4 separate regions of the Mus musculus genome follow, and all the other regions are linked to region 1. Evidence: chromatin contacts called from public HiChIP or PLAC-seq and promoter capture Hi-C data. All regions are on one chromosome and are shown on one strand. Each heading gives the region's core, a stretch centred on a gene start, on an enhancer-like site or on the middle of the called end of the contact. The rest is flanking DNA. Distances are from core to core; before and after follow the strand shown.

What was found. Promoter capture Hi-C pulls out the DNA fragments that hold promoters and counts their contacts. HiChIP or PLAC-seq counts read pairs in DNA pulled down with a chosen protein or histone mark.
Region 2: a contact with region 1 is called in a promoter capture Hi-C map of liver, with 2.8 times the contacts expected there. The contact joins the promoter of Ufc1 here to the promoter of Pigm in region 1. A contact is called at or near these places in 4 of 39 promoter capture datasets (3T3-L1-derived adipocytes, hippocampal neurons, liver and 1 more), 2 of 484 Hi-C or Micro-C datasets (CD4 T cells and CD8 T cells) and 1 of 9 other capture datasets (liver).
Region 3: an H3K4me3 HiChIP or PLAC-seq map of embryonic stem cells shows a contact between it and region 1, with 8 read pairs. The contact joins the promoter of Aim2 here to the promoter of Pigm in region 1. A contact is called at or near these places in 8 of 39 promoter capture datasets (the 3T3-L1 cell line, the HPC-7 cell line, HPC-7-derived erythroid cells and 4 more) and 5 of 115 datasets of contacts at active chromatin or transcription factors (the 230-238 cell line, embryonic stem cells, large pre-B cells and 1 more).
Region 4: an H3K27ac HiChIP or PLAC-seq map of regulatory T cells shows a contact between it and region 1, with 6 times the contacts expected there. The contact joins the promoter of Dedd here to the promoter of Pigm in region 1. A contact is called at or near these places in 2 of 39 promoter capture datasets (cranial neural crest and liver) and 2 of 115 datasets of contacts at active chromatin or transcription factors (microglia and regulatory T cells).

The regions. Positions count from the first base shown.
Region 1 is chr1:172,374,033-172,379,240 of GRCm38.p6, forward strand. Pigm (phosphatidylinositol glycan anchor biosynthesis, class M) reads left to right here and starts at 2,499. Exons shown (of 1, transcript NM_026234.4): 1 at 2,499-5,208. The coding sequence starts at 2,667. The coding sequence ends at 3,938. Kcnj10 (potassium inwardly-rectifying channel, subfamily J, member 10) reads left to right here. Exons shown (of 2, transcript NM_001039484.1): 2 at 1-53.
Region 2 is chr1:171,292,731-171,297,938 of GRCm38.p6, forward strand. Ufc1 (ubiquitin-fold modifier conjugating enzyme 1) reads right to left here and starts at 2,272. Exons shown (of 7, transcript NM_025388.3): 1 at 2,191-2,272; 2 at 1,904-2,097. The coding sequence starts at 2,026.
Region 3 is chr1:173,417,373-173,422,580 of GRCm38.p6, forward strand. It overlaps Aim2 (absent in melanoma 2), which reads left to right and starts at 3,232. Exons shown (of 9, transcript NM_001013779.2): 1 at 3,232-3,314.
Region 4 is chr1:171,326,139-171,331,346 of GRCm38.p6, forward strand. Dedd (death effector domain-containing) reads left to right here and starts at 3,007. Exons shown (of 6, transcript NM_001128609.1): 1 at 3,007-3,388; 2 at 5,115-5,147. It overlaps Gm20045 (a long non-coding RNA gene), which reads right to left and starts at 1,176. Exons shown (of 2, transcript XR_865726.1): 1 at 756-1,176.

The sequences.
Region 1 (5,208 bases), core at 1,249-3,748:
TATTTTTGTCTGTTCAGAACAAACTACTAAATAAACTGGATGCATCTCTTGTTCTCACTGTGTCTCCTTTTAGAAAGGGAAACCTATCTTGTTATCAAGGTTTGAACTCATAGGCTGAGTTTGGGGAGAGGAGGGTTCAACTAGGCTCTGTTGGAAGAACTTCCCATCCAGTGGCCAGCCCTTCCTGCTGACTTTTCCTCACACTGGAACATTTCAATAATGGTTTCACCCAGTCCTTTTCTTGCTCCTTCCCTTGTTAAGGTAAGATCCCTTAACAGATACATTGCAAATTCAGGCAAGCCAGGGGAAGCGAGCCAGTAAGGAACATCCCTCCATAGCTCTGCATCAGCTCCTGCTTCCTTATAGAACCCAGAGATAGTGCCACTCACAAGGGGCCTGCTCCCCTTGATCACTAATTGAGAAAATGTCCCCAGAGCTGGATCTCATGGAGGCACTTCCCCAACTGAAGCTCCTTTCTCTGTGATAACTCCAGCCTGGGTCAAGTTGACACACACAGCCAGCCAGTACAGTGGGGAACACTTCCCAGGTTCCGACCCCACGGCAGGAAATAGTATCTGTTCAAAAGCTCTGCCACTTTCTGCAGCTCGCTCATGCGACTCCAGGGAGAGACTGATTCTTTTGATTAGCAGTTTCCTTTCCTTCCTGAATTGGTGTCTCTCCTACTTATTAGGCCAGCCATAGAGGGAGAACTAGCTGAGGCTTTTCTGCCAGAATACAACAATCACAACAACAACACCTACCAAGAAGAACCCTTTACTTATATTCAGACATCTCTCTTATATTCTTTATGGAGACTGAGCGTCACTTACCTATAACTCACAAAGGAAGAGAAATATCAAACCAGGGATATAAAGCATAACAATGAGAGAGAATATCAGAAAGACTTAAAGAAGAGATTGAGAAAAAGAAATGGAAATTAGAATTCCATATCAGCGTTTTATTTGAACGTTTGTCGCACAATCATTGTTATCCTGGGCTAGACAGGCCTACTTTCAATTCCAGTTCTGCTACTAGTTGGCTATGTTTTATTTATTCTCCATAAATCCTGATTTTGCTCATTGATACAGATAGGGATATCTACTTTACATTAAAAAGTAGTTAGTATGTCTGACAACTGGGAATAAGTCCTTAACAAATAACAATTATGATAATTTAGGCCACGTATACTGTGATAACACAGTATCATTCAAATAACTCTTGACAGGCTCGACTTCTAAGATCAAGCCAGACAGTCTGTGTCAGTTACCATGTGCCTGCAACTGTAATGCAAGGAAGTACAAAGAAATACATACTTTCTACTCTCAAGAACCCTACAATTTAGTTATAAGGTTATTTGAATGGTAATGTGTTATCACAGTATATTATGGGCAATGCATAGTAAAAAACCAATAGAGGTAGTTATTAATCTACACCATGTAATTACATCAAAGCACAGACATACCAGACTATGACTAGAGGTTAATACGGCTCACTCAAAGGATAAATGTGAAGTGTAGGATGAGAGATGTCTAGGCCGAATGGAGCCACTTCTATGGTAATCTAGAAGACATTCCCTAGGGGCAGGCTCAGTTTGTAAGATCAAGGCAGTCTGCGTCAGTTACCATGCGTCTGAGACTGTAATACATTACAAGAAAGTACAAAGAAATAAAGAAATACTTTCTACTCTCACGAACAATTTACTTGAAACTGAAAACATTGTAAAATAAAGTATGAAGTTCTTGGCCCGGCGTGGTGGCGCACGCCTTTAATCCCACCACTTGGGAGGCAGAGGCAGGCGAATTTCTGAGTTCGAGGCCAGCCTGGTCTACAGAGTGAGTTCCAAGACAGCCAGGACTATACAGAGAAATCCTGTCTCGAAAAACCAGAAAAAAAAAAAAAAAAGAGTATGAAGTTTTAAAAAGTCAATTATAAGTGCAGTAAGAAATCAGGAAAAGAATGAAAGAGTTGGAGTCTTTGGCAAGAAACTAATAGTGGTAGGGTGAACGGAGTGGGTTGACGGCCGATTTTGACCTAGTTGAAGAGTTCTTGAAAAGAACGGAGTTGACAGTACTCCAGGGGAGACAATCTAGACGTATTTCGGTAGGAGGAACCTTCTTATCAGGGTAAAAAGACTATTTTATTTTAGGCTTATTCTTTCCATCTGTATTTCCCACTCTCAGTCCTCCAAGCCAGTTGGGCGGGATGTAAGTAGCAGCAGGTAGCAGCTCACTGTGTTCAGCGTCCTCCTCCGTAGATCTGAGCTGGGAACGCGGAAGCTCTGGTTACTAAAAACAAAGTTCACCCAGGTCCCAGGTCCACGACATCTCAGCCACTCCGGGATTTCCGGACAGCGGAAGCGTCGCCAATAAGGGACCGGAAATCCCGCCTTCGCCGGAGGAAGCTGCGGACGCTAGACAGCCAATCCCGAGGAAGGCAATCGTTCCGCGGAGACAGCTGAGAGCCCGCGCGGGGCTGGAGGCCGGAAGTACCGTGGGGGCGGGACTTGGGGTGCCGGAAGTGATCATTCCTCGGTTCTTCCTGTCGGTGCTGTAGCAGAGGAGATGCTCCCGGCGGCTGAGAGGCGTCAGCCCGAGGACGGTTAGCGAGAGGGGCGCAGTGTGGACCCGGGGCCGGGCCGGGCCGGGCGGGTGGCCCGCACTCGGACCATGAGCTACCCCATGCACTGGGGGGAATGGATCCTGAACTTTCGGGTGCCGCCCGCCGGGGTGTTCGGCGTGGCCTTCCTGGCCCGGGTCGCCCTGGTTTTCTACGGTGTCTTCCAGGACCGGACTCTGCTGGTGAGGTACACCGACATAGACTACCACGTGTTCACGGACGCCGCGCGCTTCGTCACGGAAGGGCGCTCCCCGTACCTGCGGGCGACCTACCGCTACACCCCGCTCCTGAGCTGGCTCCTCACCCCCAACGTCTACCTCAGCGAACTCTTCGGCAAGTTTCTCTTCATCAGCTGCGATCTCCTCACCGCCTTCCTCCTGTACCGCCTGCTGCTGCTCAAGGGGCTGGGGCGCCGCCAAGCCTGTGGCTACTGCGTCTTCTGGCTTCTCAACCCTTTGCCCATGGCGGTGTCCAGCCGGGGCAACGCGGACTCCATCGTCGCCTCCCTGGTTCTCTCGACCCTGTACTTCATAGAGAAACGGCTCATCGCGTGCGCCGCGGTGTTCTATGGCTTCGCGGTGCACATGAAGATGTACCCGGTGACCTACATCCTCCCCATAGCGCTCCATCTGCGGCCCGAGCGCGACGATGACGAGCGTCTCCGGCAAGCCCGGTTCTCTTTCCAGGCTCGTTTGTACGACTTCCTGAGGAGGCTGTGTAGCTGGGCAGTGCTGCTTTTCGTAGCAGTTGCAGGGCTCACGTTTGTTGCCCTGAGCTTCGGTTTTTACTATAAGTACGGTTGGGAGTTTTTGGAGCACACCTACTTTTATCACCTAACTAGGAGGGATATCCGCCATAATTTCTCTCCGTACTTCTATATGCTGTATTTGACTGCCGAGAGCAAGTGGAGTTTTACTCTGGGGATTGCGGCGTTCCTGCCACAGTTCATCTTGCTGTCAGCCGCATCTTTCGCCTACTACAGAGACCTTGTCTTCTGCTGTTTCCTTCATACGTCCATTTTTGTGACTTTTAACAAAGTCTGCACCTCTCAGTACTTTCTTTGGTATCTCTGCCTTCTGCCTCTGGTGATGCCACTGGTGAGGATGCCTTGGAAAAGAGCCGTAGTCCTCTTACTGTTCTGGTTCATAGGACAGGCCTTATGGCTGGCTCCTGCATATGTTCTAGAGTTTCAAGGAAAGAACACCTTCCTGTTTATTTGGTTAGCCGGTTTGTTCTTCCTTCTGATCAACTGTTCCATACTGATTCAGATTATTTCCCATTACAAGGAGGACCGCCTAACGGAGAGAATCAAATACGACTAATGTGTTCTGGATCTTCTGCAACATTCTGATTTTGCCGTATGGACTAGGAGGCTTTGGAATTTTTCTCCTCCCTGAACATTCTAAGCACTCTAGTGAAAGTTCCTTTGTTCCAATAGAAATTAAAACCAGTGTTGGCCTTATATATAAAGGGGGCCCAAGAACTGAGGTCCATGGTCCATCCTTTAGAAGTCTTAGGGCTCATTTGCTTGATGAGAAGAAAGCCATTCCTGTTTCACAGTTGAGAAGCCGGTGAAGCTAGAAGATGCTGAAATATTTTTGAACAGTAGAGGAATAAGGTCTCTAGCAGCGTTTGTTCCTGTCACATGGTGCTACTGTTGTACCTTCAGCCCCTGCCTTTTTTTTTTTTTCCTGCAGTTCTGACAGCGGTGGAAGTTGACAAAATCCCTAAAGCACAACATTTTTACGTATTAAGTATTAACAGTTCCATGCTCGGTTGGGAAAGTCTGAAATTTTTGTAGTAAGTGTGGGGGCTTAGAAGAGAACTAATCCAAAGAATCTAAATTGTGATCATGTATTTGTTTTGTAATTGAGTTTTTCAGTATTAGTACCAGTGGTATTCATTTTATATAAAAAGATTAAATTTAAACTCATCCACTGTAGACCTGAGTTTAAGAAAACGAAATGGAGCATTATTAACATGTATATGCTTATCCTTTTTCTAACTGCTAGGAAGACTTTTCCTCTAGAGTTTCCTCTGAGAGCGGTGTGTTGTAAAAGTGGTAAAATTTAGATGCTAAAGCCTAAGTTTTGAGTATAACTTCACTTGCTCTCTTCTGGTTTTATCATCTAAATTGTTACAAAGGAGAACATTGTTTATAAGGCATAAATCCTACACTCTGAAAATTCCAGGATAGAAAGGAAGACTGCTTGCTGTAAAGCATGAGTGCTGCGTGCTGTCATTGGACAATCAAGAGGTGGTAAGGGATTTGAGGAATTACAGAAATGAGGCTGTGAGGAGCAGGTCTTTCTACTTATCACTTGAAGTAAACACAGTGAAACTGTATGAATAAACTTTCTCAACTGTATGAATAAACATTCTAAAATATTTTTAGAAAACATAGAGCCTGTCTGTGTTGAGGGTTTTCTAACATTCAAAGATGCAGTAGCAATAGATGAGTATAATTTTTTTTTTAAAGAATAAAATTATCATCTTTAAATGCAAGTTCAAGAGAAGATAGGATTTTTGTTTGTTTGTTTGTTTTTTTTTTGGTTTGGTAGGGGTTGGTTTTTCCTTTGTCTGGTTTTTTTT
Region 2 (5,208 bases), core at 1,022-3,521, 1.1 Mb before region 1:
AGTCATGTAAGCGCTGGGAACCAAACCAGGTCCTCTACAAGGGCAGAGGGAGCCATTTCTTCACTCTTGTCCTTACATCTTGAACATCCTTTTCCTACCTTAGGTTTTATTTTTATTTTTAAGATTTATTATTATAGGTAAGTACACTGTAGCTATCTTTAGACACACAAGACGGGGGTGTCAGATCTCTTTACGGATGGCTGGGAGCCACCATGTGGTTCCTGGGAATTGAACTCGGGACCTTTGGAAGAGCAGTCAGTGCTCTTAACCGCTGAGCCATCTCTCCAGCCCCTACCTTAGGTTTCATATGCAAATGTGTGTGTGTGTGTGTGTGTGTGTGTGTGTGTGTGTGTGTGTGTGTGTGTGTGGTGTACGCCAAGGTGTTGCCTGTGGTATTTAAAGGACAACCTGAAGAGCCAGTTGTCCTCTACTGTGGGTTTCATGGATCAAACTAAGGTTTGTTTAGGTTTTGCAGAAGGTGCTTTACAAACTGAGCCATCTCTCTCTGGCCCTGTATTTATACTTTTAAGTTTTAATTCAAGTTTTACCACTTCTAAGAAGCCTTATCATGGCTGGTGTTTTAGCTACTTTATGGTTTCTTGTTTTCTCCACCCTTTATTCCCCAGCTTCATCCCCTATCACTAGATAGGCAAGAAAGAAAATGGAGTGAGAAGGGGAGGCATACCTAAGTTCCCTCTTGTTTCTTTAAACAAGACTACTAACAAATCACAGCCAACGCCCTGAGTAACCAACAACCTGCAAATGCTGGCAGAGCTCTAGTATTTATATACTTTCTGAACATTTCCCAGAATTCCAATTGTCATGCAATCCCAGAAACCATCTGCAGCTGGCAAAACCAGGCCTCTGCTCGAGAACAAGGCAAATCATAGTCAGCTGCTTTGAACCTGTGCCACATCCCCACACCTGGGATTAAAACAAAAACATATTCTTATGCTTCTGTTTTAAAGAAACCAAAATTCCAGAATCCTCGCTACACCTTACTCCTTCCTCCCCATGTTCTCAAAATACCCTAGTTATGTCTCTGTCTCTCCACTTAAACACAGTTTAATACTGTTTCTGTCAACCTCAGTAGGGCCATTCTTATTCGGTTTTATATACTCTCAATAGATACTAGTAACACAATAATATGTTTTATTGTTGTGGTTTGAGGCAGGGTCTCCTATAGTCCAGACTGGCTTTGAATTCATTATGCAGTCTAAAAAACGACCCGAGCTTCCAATCCTGGCTCCACATCCTGGGTACAGAGAACATATGAGCCTCATCAATTTATGAGGTGCCAGAGATGGAACCCAAGGACATCTTGCATGCTACGCAAGCACTCGCCAGTTTCTCAGTGAGGCCACATATACTGCAAGCGATCTACTGGGTTTTGAAGCAGATAGAAAGCACCAAAAGGAGGGCAATCTTTCTCTTCCCATAACAGGAATTAGCTGAAAGGATGGCTAATTTATAACTAAAAACATCTCTCTCTCTACCTCTAAACACTTTAGGTTTTCAGTCCTGACATTAATTCCATCCATTTCATCATGAAGAATGAAAGAGCAGTGATGCACAGACACTTCTTCAGGCGCTAAGAAGTACTTTGACCCCCTACCACAGCCAGCAGAGCAAGCACCTGGTGCGAGAGGGACACGTCACCTTCCCGGAATACTGCTGTTTTTTCCTTCAAAGTCTAGCCCTACTGTGCTCCTAGCCGGAATCTCTTCTGCATCCTCCCTCCGGCCACCCGTAACGCCCCCAGCCCCCCAAACAATCGCATTTATATGAATTTAGAATTTAAACTTTAAAACCGGAAGCGGCTTCCACCCGGAGCCAATTCCCGGGGACACCTGGTTACTCGCCACCCCTCTGCTACGCGGTCAAGCACAGGAGTAAAACTGACCCGGATCAGGGACTGATATTCCTCCTTTAGTCGCTGCACCCACAATTCCCGATCTCGGGGTCCGGCGTTGGTCTTCAGCACCGGGATCTCAGACACGACCCGCCGAGTGGCCTCGTCCGCCATCTTGGACCAGGGAGCAGGAAAACTGCGGAAGTGCAGTTGCTTGTCACTTACTCACGGCGTCGCCATCTTTACTGTGGGAAGAGGAGGCGTTGGATGGCTTTAAAGCGGACCCTGAATGCATTCGATTTTTATTTATTTATTGTAAGGAAATAAAATTGACCTACGGGTGTGAGCGTCCGGAAGAACAGAATGGAGGCGGGCTACTCTGTCCACCTATCATTAAATCACCGGAGCCTGCTCAGAGAACGACTTCCGTTCATGCTCAGAAGCAATCTTGGGAAAAACTCAAGACCTTCCCAAACCAGCAAAGTTGTTTGAATTTCAGGTTTTTCTAGACTGTCTTCAAAGTCCTATCTCCTAAGATGCGCAATTTAACGTCTTTGTTCTCCAGAGTGACTTCCTTACTTTCCATCCCTGTCCTGAATAATTAACACAACTGAATTAGGAAGTATGTAAGCTTGTTTGTTTTTTAAAGGACATTGGGTCCTATATACCACAGACTTGCCTCTAACACATACAAAATGGCCCGGAGCTATTGCTTACTTCAAAATTAATCTGTTTAGGTTTTAAAACCATCCTAAAGATAAAACTTTTTTTTCCAAAGAGTTACTGAATATCTTTTGTGTGCTATATATTAAGTATATAGAAACGATTTCTTCTTAGATGAATTCACCCAAATGACTAACAGTCACTGAATGCCTATTCTAAGCCTATGGCAAGTCATCTGGTAATTTGTTGTTTTTTTATTAGACCAGGCTGGCCTCCGACTCACAGATCTGCCTGCCTCTGTCTCCCAAGTGCTGGTTGGGTAATTTCTAAATTCGTTTGAAACCAAGAAACCTCAATAAGCTTGGTGGCCCACATGTGTTATCCCAGAGCTTAGGGGTCAAGATCAGAAGATTGCTGCAACTCAATTTAAAACGAACAAACTCCATATGCCACAGCTGCTGTGATTGCACACTTTCGATCCCAGCATTTGGGAGGCAGAGGACTCTAGAGTTTTAACCTTGGTGAGTTTGAGTCTACAAAGAGAACAAATTCCAAGATGGTGGTGTCACACATCTTTAATCTCAGCCCTCAGGAGACAGAGGGCTGGCAGATCTCTGAGTTTGAGAGCCAGCCTGGTCTACAGAGTGAGTTCCAGAACAGCTAGGGCTACACAGAGAAGCCCTGTCTCAAAACAAAAACAAAAACAAAAAAATCCCAAAAAACAAACAAACAAAAAACCCCTCAAAACCAAAACAACCCCCTACCCAAAAAAAGAGAAAGAAGGAAAGAAAGAAAGAAAAACAAGACATGCTGTCCTCTGACTTACATACCTATGCCGTGGCATGTGTGCCCCTTCAACTTCAATTTAAATTTATATATTTGTATGTCATGTGAGTGTTTTACCAGCATGTATGTAAGGTACCATGTGCATGCAGTGCCAGTAGAGGCATGTAAAGGGCAACAGATGCCCTGGAACCAGAGTTACAGACATGACTTCCATGTGGGTGCTGAGAACTGAAGACTGATCCTCTGCAAGAGTAGCAAGTGCGCTTAAATCTTGAGCTGTATCTCCAGTCCTCTAGGTGAAAAAACAAACACTCAAATATAGTTTTAAGGGCTGAGGACGTAGTGTAGTGTTAGAATTCTTGCCTAGAATGCACAGAAATGGAGTTGGATCCCCATTATTACATCAACCAGACCTGATGGTGAGTGTCTGTCATCACAGGCTGAGCTACAAATAAATGATGTTGGGTTTTTCCATCCCAGATGATTTCCCTGTGTTGTTTGGTAGATTATTTGTTTTTCTTTTGAGACAAGGTCTGTGTACTCCTGGATGTCCTAGAATTCTCTGTGTAGACCAGGCTGCCCTTGAACTCACAGGATCCAAAGGCCCCTTGCAATTGGAGTGCTGGGGTTAAAGATGTTCTGTACCCTGCTTGGCTAATAGAGTGTTCTTGTCCTCTCTCCCCTATGTTGTTTGATAGTATGTTCTTAGTTTCTTCCTTTCATTCTCAGTGTTGCTTTGGTTTTTGAGACAGGTCTCATGTATCTGAATTCCTGACTCCCAGGTCTCCATGTCCCAAGTACTGGTATTACAGGCACACCACCAAGTCTAGAGGTTTTGAATCTTACTAGCATGCCACACAGCTCTTTATAAAGATATTAGATGTAGCTAACACATCTTTGTAATGCTTCACTAAAGATCTCCTAAGGTAAATAAAATTTATATCTGTGTTTATTTATTTTAGTGTGTGTGTGTGTGTGTGTGTGTGTGTGTGTGTGTGTGTGTGTGTGTGCGCGTGCAGTCACAGTGATGTGGTCAGGGAACAGTGGTTTGAAATTGGTTTTACAATTGCTGTGACATAATTATTTTAATTTTGTTATGTGCATCTGTAAAGGAATAACTTTTCCTGACATTTCTGCTGGATCTGTACATGTACTGCTATCATTTTTTACCTCTTAGTAAAAAACTTATTTCTTGGCCTAGAGAGATGGCTCAGTGGTTAAGAGCAGGAGAGTTCCTAAGTTCAATTCCCAGAAACCACACTGTGGCTCATAACCACCTGTAATGGGATCCGATGCCCTTTTCTGGTGTTTCTGAAGACCCCAACAGTGTAATCACATATATAAAATATATAACTCTTTGGGAGGAAAGAGTTTTTGTTTTGTTTTGTTTTCAAGACAGGGTTTCTCTGTGTAGCCATGGCTGTCCTGGAACTCACTTTGTAGACCAGGCTGGCCTCAAGCTCAAAAATCCACCTGCCTCTGCCTCCCAAGTGCTGGGATTAAAAGTGTGTGCCACCACTGCCCGGTAATAAATAACTCCTTTTTTTTTTCAAGTTATTTATTGCATTTATGAGTACACTGTTGAGGGCATCAGATCCCATTGCAGATGGTTGTGAGCCACCATGTGGTTGCTGGGAATTGAACTCAGGACCTCTGGAAGAGCAAGCTACCAGTGCTCCTAACTACTGAGTAATCTCTCCAGCCCCAATAAATAACTCTTAACAACAACAAAACCCTCATGCTTGTCAGGCAGTGGTGGTATTAGGACCTAGGTAAAATATTAAGGCCTACAGAAAATGTTAAGGCCTGGGTAACTGTTACCTGGCTAGCCTGCAATTATAAGGAAACCTTCTCATATGTTTCTGCTGTGACTAGGAAATTTTTTAATGCAAGATTGATTACATATT
Region 3 (5,208 bases), core at 1,982-4,481, 1.0 Mb after region 1:
GGTCCGGAGCTCCGTAATTAAACGACCTCATGTAATTACATCAAGATGGTCCTTCATGATTTTTTTGGGTGCACGCCGAATCGGGAATTGAGTGGGGGTTTCCCCGCTAGGTTCTATCAAGGCCCAGAGGCTCTCTCTATCCATTGTTGCATATATGGATATAGAACTCTCAGGTACTTTTTCAGCACCATGTCTACCAGCACTATGCCATGCTCCCTGCCATGGCAATAATAAATTTCTGAAATATAGACAAGTCCCAATTAAATGCTTCCTTTATAAGAGTTGTCATGGTGATGGTGTCTCTTGATAGTAATAGAGCACTGGCTAAGACAATTCAACCCCAGCTTTTTAGTTTTTTTTTTTTCTTCTTCTTCTTCCTAGTAGCATACAAAGACATAATTTAAGTCCCATTACTGTTTTTGACCATGGGCTGAGAGGTGCAGGTCTTTTAATGAAGAATTGATCGCCTTATTAGCTATATTGGACTTTTACTGCAGGTCTTGAGGCTGCAGTGGTTCTATTAATATAGGCTCTTGCCCTTGGCAGCCTCAGTTTCCCTCCTCCATATTCAACCTTTCATGTGATATGATTTTCTCTTTCCTCTCTTGTCTGCCATCCTTATCAATTCAGTTCCTCACACTGTTTTTTTGTTTGTTTGTTTGTTTGTTTTTGTTTTTCGAGACAGGGTTTCTCTGTGTAGCCCTGGCTATCCTGGAATTCACTTTGAAGACCAGGCTGGCCTCGAATTCAGAAATCTGCCTGACTCTGCCTCCCGAGTGCTGGGATTAAAGGTGTGCGCTTCCTCACACTGGCACCCTACTTGGGATATTTTCTTAGCTTCGAGTTGAATTCCTTCCATTCCCTTAGATAACTCCATTCATTACACATTTCAATAGATGCTCAGTAGACGTTTGAAATCACACAAAACAAAGACTTGTACTTTGTCCTATTCCTGTAGCCAATGAGGTTAAGTATAATTTACACTTAGTGTAGTAAGAATTTGCCAACAACAACTAATACTAAAGTACGATAACAAAAGCGATGCAAACGGCAGTGATGAATGCATTTTCGGTTTTGTTCAGTAAGTCAACATAAAGACAAAGCAATAGTGAAGGGACAAATCTTCATCAAGTGAGAGTGGGGACAGGCTGGGGAAGGCCCTTTGGGGACACTCCTTTGAAGTTTCCAATAGAGAGAGAGAGAGTCCTGGGCAGAGAAGAGTGAGGGTGAGAATTCCAACGAGAAGAACCAATACCTACAGTTAGAAAAAAACAGCATTAAACGGGATGCTTACGATACTCAGCAAAAACCAAACCAGGAAGTTAAGGCAGTTAAGTTTCTCTCCATGGCTGACCTTCACACTGTAGACCTGTATACATCACAGTTAAAACATGTTGGAAATGATTGACCTAGTTTTTAAGAAGGTCATATTTTTATTCTTGAGCTGTTTTGTCCTCCTTGTAACAGAGATGGAAAACCAGACATCCCCAGACAAGAAGCCCTGGAGGACACTGTAAGACAAATATTCTCTGAAGTAGCAGGAGGATAGAACCAGCCTCTCCCTGAGCAAACAATGCATACCAATTTACAAGTGTAAAGTGCACTACAGTCACTAGGGCAAGGTTGGGTAATGGAAGCTGTGTGAGGGCAGCCTGTCAATCAAGAGATCTGATTATGCAGAGCCCACCCTTTTTTGTGTGTTGATGTTGAAATCAAAGAAAACCAACCACCAGTAAGTGAGTGGGTGGTGTGCATTGGGCTGGGCTTGTCCCTTAGGCTATGAACTCCCTGGTAAAGCAGGAAATAACTTTTGTGGAGTTCCCTATATCTAAAATACCTCTGGTTGAGACCTCACAGCTGGAGGAGAAACTCTGCTGAGGCTTGTAAAAAGGAAACTGAAAACTAGCATTTGCTTGGGCAGAGCCTTAATATATAATTATTTTGCCCCAGCATCAGGGTTTAGGACTCAGCTATAGGGCCAGGACTAGCCAAGCTTCAAAGTGAAAGAAGATAGTTGAGAGTACTTTCTGCTTTCTGTCTCCCAAGACCTGATTTTCATGATTTTCATGTCCTACTACTCATAGTGAAAATCTTTGTGAGGCGGATGGTTTGAACTCTCAGGACATACACCAGTCCCTGAGTTGAGAACTAAGGCTGCTTTGGAGAGAAGAAAATCCCCTGAGGTAAGTAAGATATGTCAGAAGTTTTCTAGAGAAAGCTTTAGGACCATTTTGCTAATCAGTAAATTAAGAGGAAAGAGAGTCCTGGGTTTCTGAGGTTAGAAAGAGGGATTAGTATTGACTGTATTCTAGAAAAGAATAAGGCTGCAGGAAGCCTGGTTCTAAACCTTCAGTTGACTGAGGAACAGAAGTTATCTTTTATTGCACCACAACTGAGACCTTTACAAAAGAAAGTGCATTTGGCCGTGGCAGGAATTAGAATATATTGTTCAGAGGGTTGACCCAGACTGAGCCTAAAAGGAACTCTGATTTTCTGGGTGTGTTGGTCTGTAGGTGTTTTATTGACATGAATTTATATTTAGAAGAGGGCTTTTGATTTCTAGCTGAAGGGGGAAGAAACATAGGGGCCAGGGAGCTATTTCTCGATAAAAGGTGAGAATAATGGCATGACAGAAAGCCTGTGATGTAACGTTAGCTTGAAAGCATCAGAGCTCAAAATTCTAAGTAACCTTAATCTAAGAAGAAAATATCTAATAAAAAAAATGTGGGGAAAAAAAAACCCAGCATGGTAGTAACACAAAAGAACAATTAAAAAAAAATCAGACACGGAATCAAATAGAAAAAAAAAAAAAAAAAAAAGAAAGAAATGCCAAGCAGATAATGTTACTCCATAATCCCAAATGTTCAAGTGACATGGCATCTTTTAAAAATTATATGTGCTTTTAATCTCTATTTCCTTTACTTTATTAGGTAATAGCAAGTTTATTTCAGTCTAGTTCCAATTGGATCCTGCTTTCCCATTTCCATAGTTAAATCCCTGGAATTTGGGGGAAGGATCATTCCTATGGTATCTGTTGAGGTTTGAATATATGCCGGCTGGTGGCTCCGGAAGGTCTTGGGACTTTCACAAGGAGGAACTTACTGGAGAAACCTTATTGGAGGAAGTGGGTCACTGAGGGCGGCCTGTGAGAGGTGATAGGCGGTCTCACTTGTAACTCTGTTTCTTTGTCTGAGCAAGAATCACAACCTGCCTGCTTCCTGTCCTGCCTGCTTCCTGTCCTGTCTGCCGCCATGCTTCCTTAACTAGCTGCTAGGTTTTTTCCTTGTCGTGATGAAATCCACCCTCATGGACCTGTAAGTAAAATTAAAACCTACTTCTCCCCTATGTTGCTAATGTTCATGACATTTTATCAAAACAGAAAAGAAACTAATACAGCAAAATGCTGGGTCCTGTTTACATATCCAATTCTGTCTTTTGCGGGGAACTGAAAAGAGATATTAAGGAAAAGTGATTGCTAAGAGATATTTAAGGAAAAGTGATTGCTACTTCCTGTTATTTTTGTTGTTAGAGGTGGAATTATATCTGTGTGGCTATATTCTTTTAGTTTTTTTGAAAGATTACTTTCTTGCTTTTTTCTAGGGTGTAGTTTCCCTCTTGTGTTGGTGTTTTCCATCTATTATACTTTGTAGGGCCGGATTTATGAGAAAATATTGTGTAAATTTGGTTATGTCATGGAATATTTTGGTTTCTTCATCTATGGTAATTGAGATTTTTGCTGGGTATAGTAGCCTGGGCTGCCATGTGTATTCTCTTAGGGTCTATATGAAATCTACCCAGGATCTTCTGGCTTTCATAGTCTCTGTGGAGAAGTCTGGTGTAATTCTGATAGGTCTGACTTTATGTTACTTGACCTTTTTCCCTTACCACTTTTAATATTCTTTTTTTGTTTGGTGCATTTGGTGTTTTGATTATTATGACAGGAGGAATTTCTTTTCCGGTCCAGTTTGGAGTTCTGTAGACTTCTTGTATGTTCATGAGCATCTTTTTGTTTAGGTTAGGGGAGTTTTCTTCTATATTTTTGTTGAAAATCTTTACTGGCCCTTTAAGTTGGGAATCTTCGCTCTCTTCTATACCTATTATCCTTAGGTTTGATCTTCTCATTGTGTCCTGGATTTTCTGGATGTTTTGGGTTAAGAGCTTTTTGCATTTTCTTTGACTGTTTTGTCAATATTTTCTATGGTATCTTCTGCATCTGAGATTCTGTCTTCTATCTCTTGTATTCTGTTGGTGATGCTTGCATCTATGACTCTTGATCTCTTTTGTAGGTTTTCTAACTCCAGGGTTGTCTCCCTTTGTGATTTCTTTATTGTCTCTATTTCCATTTTTAGATCTTGGATGATTTTGTTCATTTCCTTTACCTGTTTGATTGTTTTTTCCTGTAATTCTTTAAGAGATTTTTGTGTTGCCTCTTTAAGTGCTTATAGCTGTTTACTGTGTTCTCCTGTATTAAATATTCATTAATGATATTTTTAGGGTATGAAAGGATATCAATATAAAAGTTGAACACATTTTTACAGACTATTTGATTCTCAAAATGCTCAATATTATTAATATGTTTGATGTATAAAATACATTTAAATATTAAAAATTGAAGAAAAAAAAGAAACTAATACAGTAACTACTCTTTGGAACTCAGTGATAACCTTTGTGCCCTTACCGAAAGTGTGGTAAGTATTTCTAAGTATCAGAACATAGTTGTTAATTATGTTGTTCAACTTTTCTACTTTTTTGCTTTTTGTTTTATTTTATTCTTGGCTATTTAAAGCGTTAGTTACTGAAGGAAATGTTTTGTAATTTCTGACCATCATGGTACATTTGCCATTTGTTAGTGGAGAACTGTCAAATTTTGTTTACAACTGTTGACTTTATTCAATGAGGTGCTTACTGTTTAGAATTGTTGGTTATATTACCTTGATGACTTTAACATTTAATTGTTGTATAGCAACTCTGTCCTTAATGGCACTATTTGTCTTATAGTCTTCTCTGACTAATATTGATAGAGCTGCTCTAACTAGAGTTTTTGTGCTTAGTGCCTGATACATATGTTCACGTATTTTTTGCTTTGCAGCTACTCAGCACTTCAATTTCCCCCACTGTGTCTTTTTTAAACACCACAGGCACCACAGTGGGTTTTATTCCAGTTTAGCATTCTTTTTAAACCCATGAGTCTAATTCATGTGCGTTCTG
Region 4 (5,208 bases), core at 1,757-4,256, 1.0 Mb before region 1:
TGGTTGTGGTGCCTCACAGCTTTAATCCCAGCACTGTATAAGCAAAGGCAGGCTGATCTTTTTAGTTCAAGGCCAGGCTGCGGATTATAGGACAGTTAAGGTTACAGAGTTTCTGAGTACATTTGAAAAAGAAAAAAGATGGGTTTTACCAAGACATCGTCACACAAGCACACTGTGTACTTTGCTCACGGCCGTTTTCTCCTCATCCCTCCTCCTCCTCTCTTGTACACCAAAGTTCTACCGTCATGCCGTATTTATATTCAAATCTACATTATATTCAAATATTTGTTTGAATCTGACTTTTACAAAACACAATACTCTCCAGTGCCACTCATCTTCCTGCAAACAAGAGGATTGCATTTTTTTTGACGGAATAAAATCCCATTCCTGTTAGCCCTTCACCTGTTGATGGGCATTAGGCAAAGTCCAAAACATAAATATTGTGACTAGTGCTACAACAAATGAACATGGATGCAGAGGGATCTCCCTACTATGTTTGATTCCTTCAGAGATCAGAAGTGACCTAGCTAGATCACTTTTAGATTTAAAAATATTTATGTGCATGTTTGTATGTGTACATGTATGCGGGGGCCCTTAGGAGAGTGCCAGATCCTCTGAAACTGGAACTGATGTCCAAAGTGTTCTAGAATTCAGTCTCTCAACTGCTGAGCCATCCCTTCAGTTCCTCTTTTTTTTTTTTTTTGGTTTTTCGAGACAGGGTTTCTCTGTATAGCCCTGGCTGTCCTGGAACTCACTCTGTAGACCAGGCTGGCCTTGAACTCAGAGATCCACATGCCTCTGCCTCCCAAGTGCTGGGATTAAAGGCATGCGCCACCATACCCGGCCCTTCAGTTCCTCTTAAGACAGAAATACACACACACAAACACACACACACACACACACACACACACACACACACACACACACACACACACACACACACACAGTGGCACATGCCTTTAATCCCAGAACTCAGGAGGCTGAGGCAGGTGGATCACGACCTGGTTGTTGTCTCAAAAAACAAAAGCAAAAAAAAATCAAACCAAACAACAACAACAACAACAAAAATCCTCTATACGGATTTTTTTTTTCGAGACAAAGGTCTCTCCTACTGTAATCGCCATGAGTATTCTCTTTCACTACAACATTACGGTTTTTAAAAAACAAGAAACAACCCCTCTGCCCCCTAAACCAGGTTTTCTGTGTAGCTCTGAGCATTTCCCCCCAGCCTGCATGTCAGTTTTCTTGTTATCAGTCATTCTATCTTGGATAAGCTACTGACAAAGGTCTTGCTAATGTACAGCCCAGTCACCTGGGAGGATCACGTTACCTCAAATTCATTCTTTTCCTTTCCTCTTTCCTTCTTCCCTCTTGTTTGAGGCAGGGTTTCTCTGTGTAGCCCTGGCTGTCCTGGAACTCACTCTGTAGACCAGGCTGGCCTTGACTCAGAGATCTGCCTGTTTCTGCCTCTGGAATTAAAGGTATGCACTACTACAAACTGGTGAAAACCTTCCTTTTTCTTTTAAATTCTCCTCCACACGACAACTTACTGACAGCTCCCCCACTTCTCCCCCTCCCCCCAATAAACACTGAGAAAAGGGCTTTTTACTTTTGCCTTTTTACTACTGGGTCTGGCTGGTCTGTTGCTCATTAAATAGGTCCAGTTTTGCCTCAAATCCCATCCTCCCGCTTCTTGAAAACTGGGATTACAAACCTTAGTGTGAGTAGCCACAAAACTTTTTACACATTGTATCTTTCCACTTGGATCTGGTTGTTACCCTATACCTCTATGTAACAACTTTCTCCAAGTTTACCTAGTGACCTTCATTTCTTCCACATTCCGAACCACACATTTTAGTCCACATCTTACCTAATCGCTTACTCTTGATACTTGTAACAAGTTTCCTTGATACTTTTCTCTGTCTGGCTTCCTGTCTGTGCCTCCTCGCTGTCCTATTTTCTGCTTCCTTCCCTCATCTCACTCCTCGAATGCACACATCCTCCTCTTTAGGCCATTTTTCTCTCTTATGGCTCCAAGAATATCCAGACATGCGCAAGCACACTTTCAACTTTCTTGGTTTCAAACCACACTAATTCATATATACTTGCCTAAAAGATATCCCGCAGATCTCTTGAAACTAAAAATAACGTAACCCAGTTATTCAAGTCAGGACACTCATATTTCCTTATCCAACACATGCCTTCCTACCTACACATCGCCACTGTCTCTTCTTTAGCTTCATAATTGATCTCTCTCCCTACCCAGCTCCACTCCCCAGGGACCGAACGTCAGGCCTAACCGTGCTAAGAACGCATTCTTCTACAGTGCTCTAACATCCTTGCGGTCTTCTTCGCTTAAATTAAGTCCAAATTGGTCTCCATCTCCAGGGCTCAAGTAATCCTCCTGCCTCAGGCTTCAGGCTGGCACTAACATGCCCAGAGCTGGCAAGCTGTGATCTCTCTACAATACAAATATAACTAACTGTTCACACCTCTGTTTAGACCCTTCAAAGCCTCTTCGACTGCCCTTAGGATAAAATAAATTTGCAAGGTCTTGAGTCATAGCTCCCTATCTCAAAGCCCTTTGTATTACCTCTTCCTTTAGCCACAGCAGGCTCTCGGCAGCTCCAGAACATACTCGAGCCCATCCCACCCCCAATTCAATTCTCAGCCGTCCTTCACCCGTCAGCTGAGGCGACTTTTCCATAGGAAAATGGGAGCTCAAAAGGAAAACACTGAAGGGATGAATTCCGAGAGAGGGTGAGAAGCGCGGCTGCGAGGTTCGGGTTTCAGAACGTCAGAGTGACAGGAAGTTCAAGGCAAAGGTGAACTCCAGATCGTGACCTTTCACCTCAGTTCACCGGGCAGTCCGACCCCCGGCCGATTCCGCCCTTACGTATCATGGCTGCCAGCCCCTCTCTCCCGAGGGCCTTCGAGCCCGATACCAGCCAGCTCGGGCGCCACCAAGGCTTCCACCTTCAAATACGTTCTCTCTCCGCTTCTTAGAACCTCCCCGCCGCCGCCGTTAGGAGAACCCTGCGTTGCCAGCTTGCCCCTAAGCAAGATGGCTGCCAGTCTCCAGCCTCTCTTGCCGACGTGAAGCTACCCACTCCCCGCTTAATGCCGCTGCCAGGCTGCCCTCACCTAGTATGGCTCCTCCGCTCATGCCTCGTTATGGTCTCGAAGCCGACACTAACCGGCCAGGTTCCGGGAGGCGCTGTGCAGGATGCAGCCACCCCCGCCCGGCCCTCCCCTCCCCCACGCCCGCGGCGGCGGCGGCGGCGGCGGAGGCGGCGGCGGCTGGAGCCCGGATGCGGCTCCGTGAGGCGCAGGCCCCGGAGAGCGGCGCGGATGGATCCAACATGGCGGCGCCGAGGCTGAGCCGAGAGTGAGGCGGCGGGGCGGCCGGCCGGCGTGGGGAGGGGGAGTCGAGTGGGACGGGGCGGGGCCGGGCGGGGCCGCCAAGGGCTTGGGGAAGGAAAGTGGAAGGGGGAGGCGGTGGCGACGTCCAGCCCGGAGAACCTCCGGAGAGGGAGGTGACGGGACGCTGCGAGGTGGGGGAAGGGGAGCGGCCGAGGGGGGCGTGCAGGGGAGATGGCAACTGTGGGAGAGGGCAGGGGTCGGGGCGCAGGAGTGCGAGCCTGGGGAGGGGCGTAAACAAGGGCCCAGGCTGGCCCAGGCCAGGGGCAGTAAAGAGGCCGAGGTGGGGAGCGGGGCTGCGAGCCAGCGCTGGGGAAGGGGTAGGAGCCGGAGGGAGAGGTTGAGGGTGTGGAGGGGACGGGGGCTGGTGGCATGTGGCTGCAGGGAGGGCTGGACTCCCGTGAGCGCCGTGGTGAGGACGTGGGAGGTGGCGGGGGTTGGGGGGGGGGGTTGGATTGGACTTGAGACGTGTGCCGGAGGGAGGTTTTTCAAAGTGTTCAAATTGGAAGCGGAAGGGCCTAAGGGGAGAATTGGGGTGGAAGAGGAGAAGAGAAGCGGGGCTTGGCGGATGGAGAGAGTGGCGATGTGCCGGGGTAACGTAGAAAGTGAGAGACCCGGAGGAAAGTTTGAAAGGAAGGGGGGAAGATAGGGCAGTGGAGCTGCACGGGTGATAGAGGGTTTGGGGGTTTCCCTTTCCCCCCTGTGGAAGGGCAGCAGAGTTAAGCAGTATCAGTTGCAGCCAATTTTAATTGCCAGGCGCTTAGCTTTTAATAGGGTGGGAAGGGCAGAAAGGAATGGTCATGTGGGTTTGGAGAATTGGGGTTGAATGAGGGTTCAACCGGATTTGCTTTCCAAAACACCCGCTTGCTTCCTTGTTTTTCCTGGTTACAAATAGGGAGATTAGTAAAGCTCTTTCCTAGGTTTCTTTTTTTCTTTTCTTGCAATTAGCATTACAAGAATAGGGAAAGAGACTTTTCTGGAGCCTTATATACCAAGGTGGAGGCTCTGGAAGCCTGAGGAGGAAATAGAAGAGACAGACTGGCCTCTAGGTAACAGGCTAATTAAATATGCTTACCTTTACTGACCCTCAAGTTGTAGGAGGGGGAGGAGGTGTCAATATGCGTATTTAGGAAAAAAAACAAAAACAAAACAAAACAAAACCACCGTTTCCTACCGGAGTGTAGACGTGAGTGGATGTTGCTTTAGTGGTCATTTTGTTTTCATTGTGTGCTGAGGGAAGAGGTGAAGTTTGAGTCTGGCCTCGTGAGTGACCTGATGGGAAGGAAGAGCTGTCTTTGGCTGTAACTTTCCCCCTTCCAGTCCCCCTACCACTCATGTTGTAAGAAACTAGACGGAATAAGGTATTGAGGAAGGCGAGACAGTATCAGGGTGATGGTTCATTCCCAGAAGTGTTGACTTGGAACCTTTCTTGCTATGAGCCATTGAGACTAGAAATTTTGAGGGGCTGATACGATATTGTGGATTTGGTCAGTTTGAGTTCTCTGTAATTTGGAATAGTTCAGCCAATGAAATGACTTTAGGCTTAGATGACTTTTTTTTTTTTTTTTGGCACTGACACTTGACTAACTGTGGACCTTTGAAGTTTCAAAATAAAGCTTGAAATTTTGCTCTTTTACCCCCCCCCTTATTTGTTTTTGTTTTTGTTTTTGTGCTGGCTTTGAAACTTGTGCTAGGAAGAGCCCTGGGGATTTAAGTTTCTTGCAAAGGTAAGTCTGGAACTTTTTCTTGTTTGCACACAATGGGATGGAATGGAAACGGTATGATGCA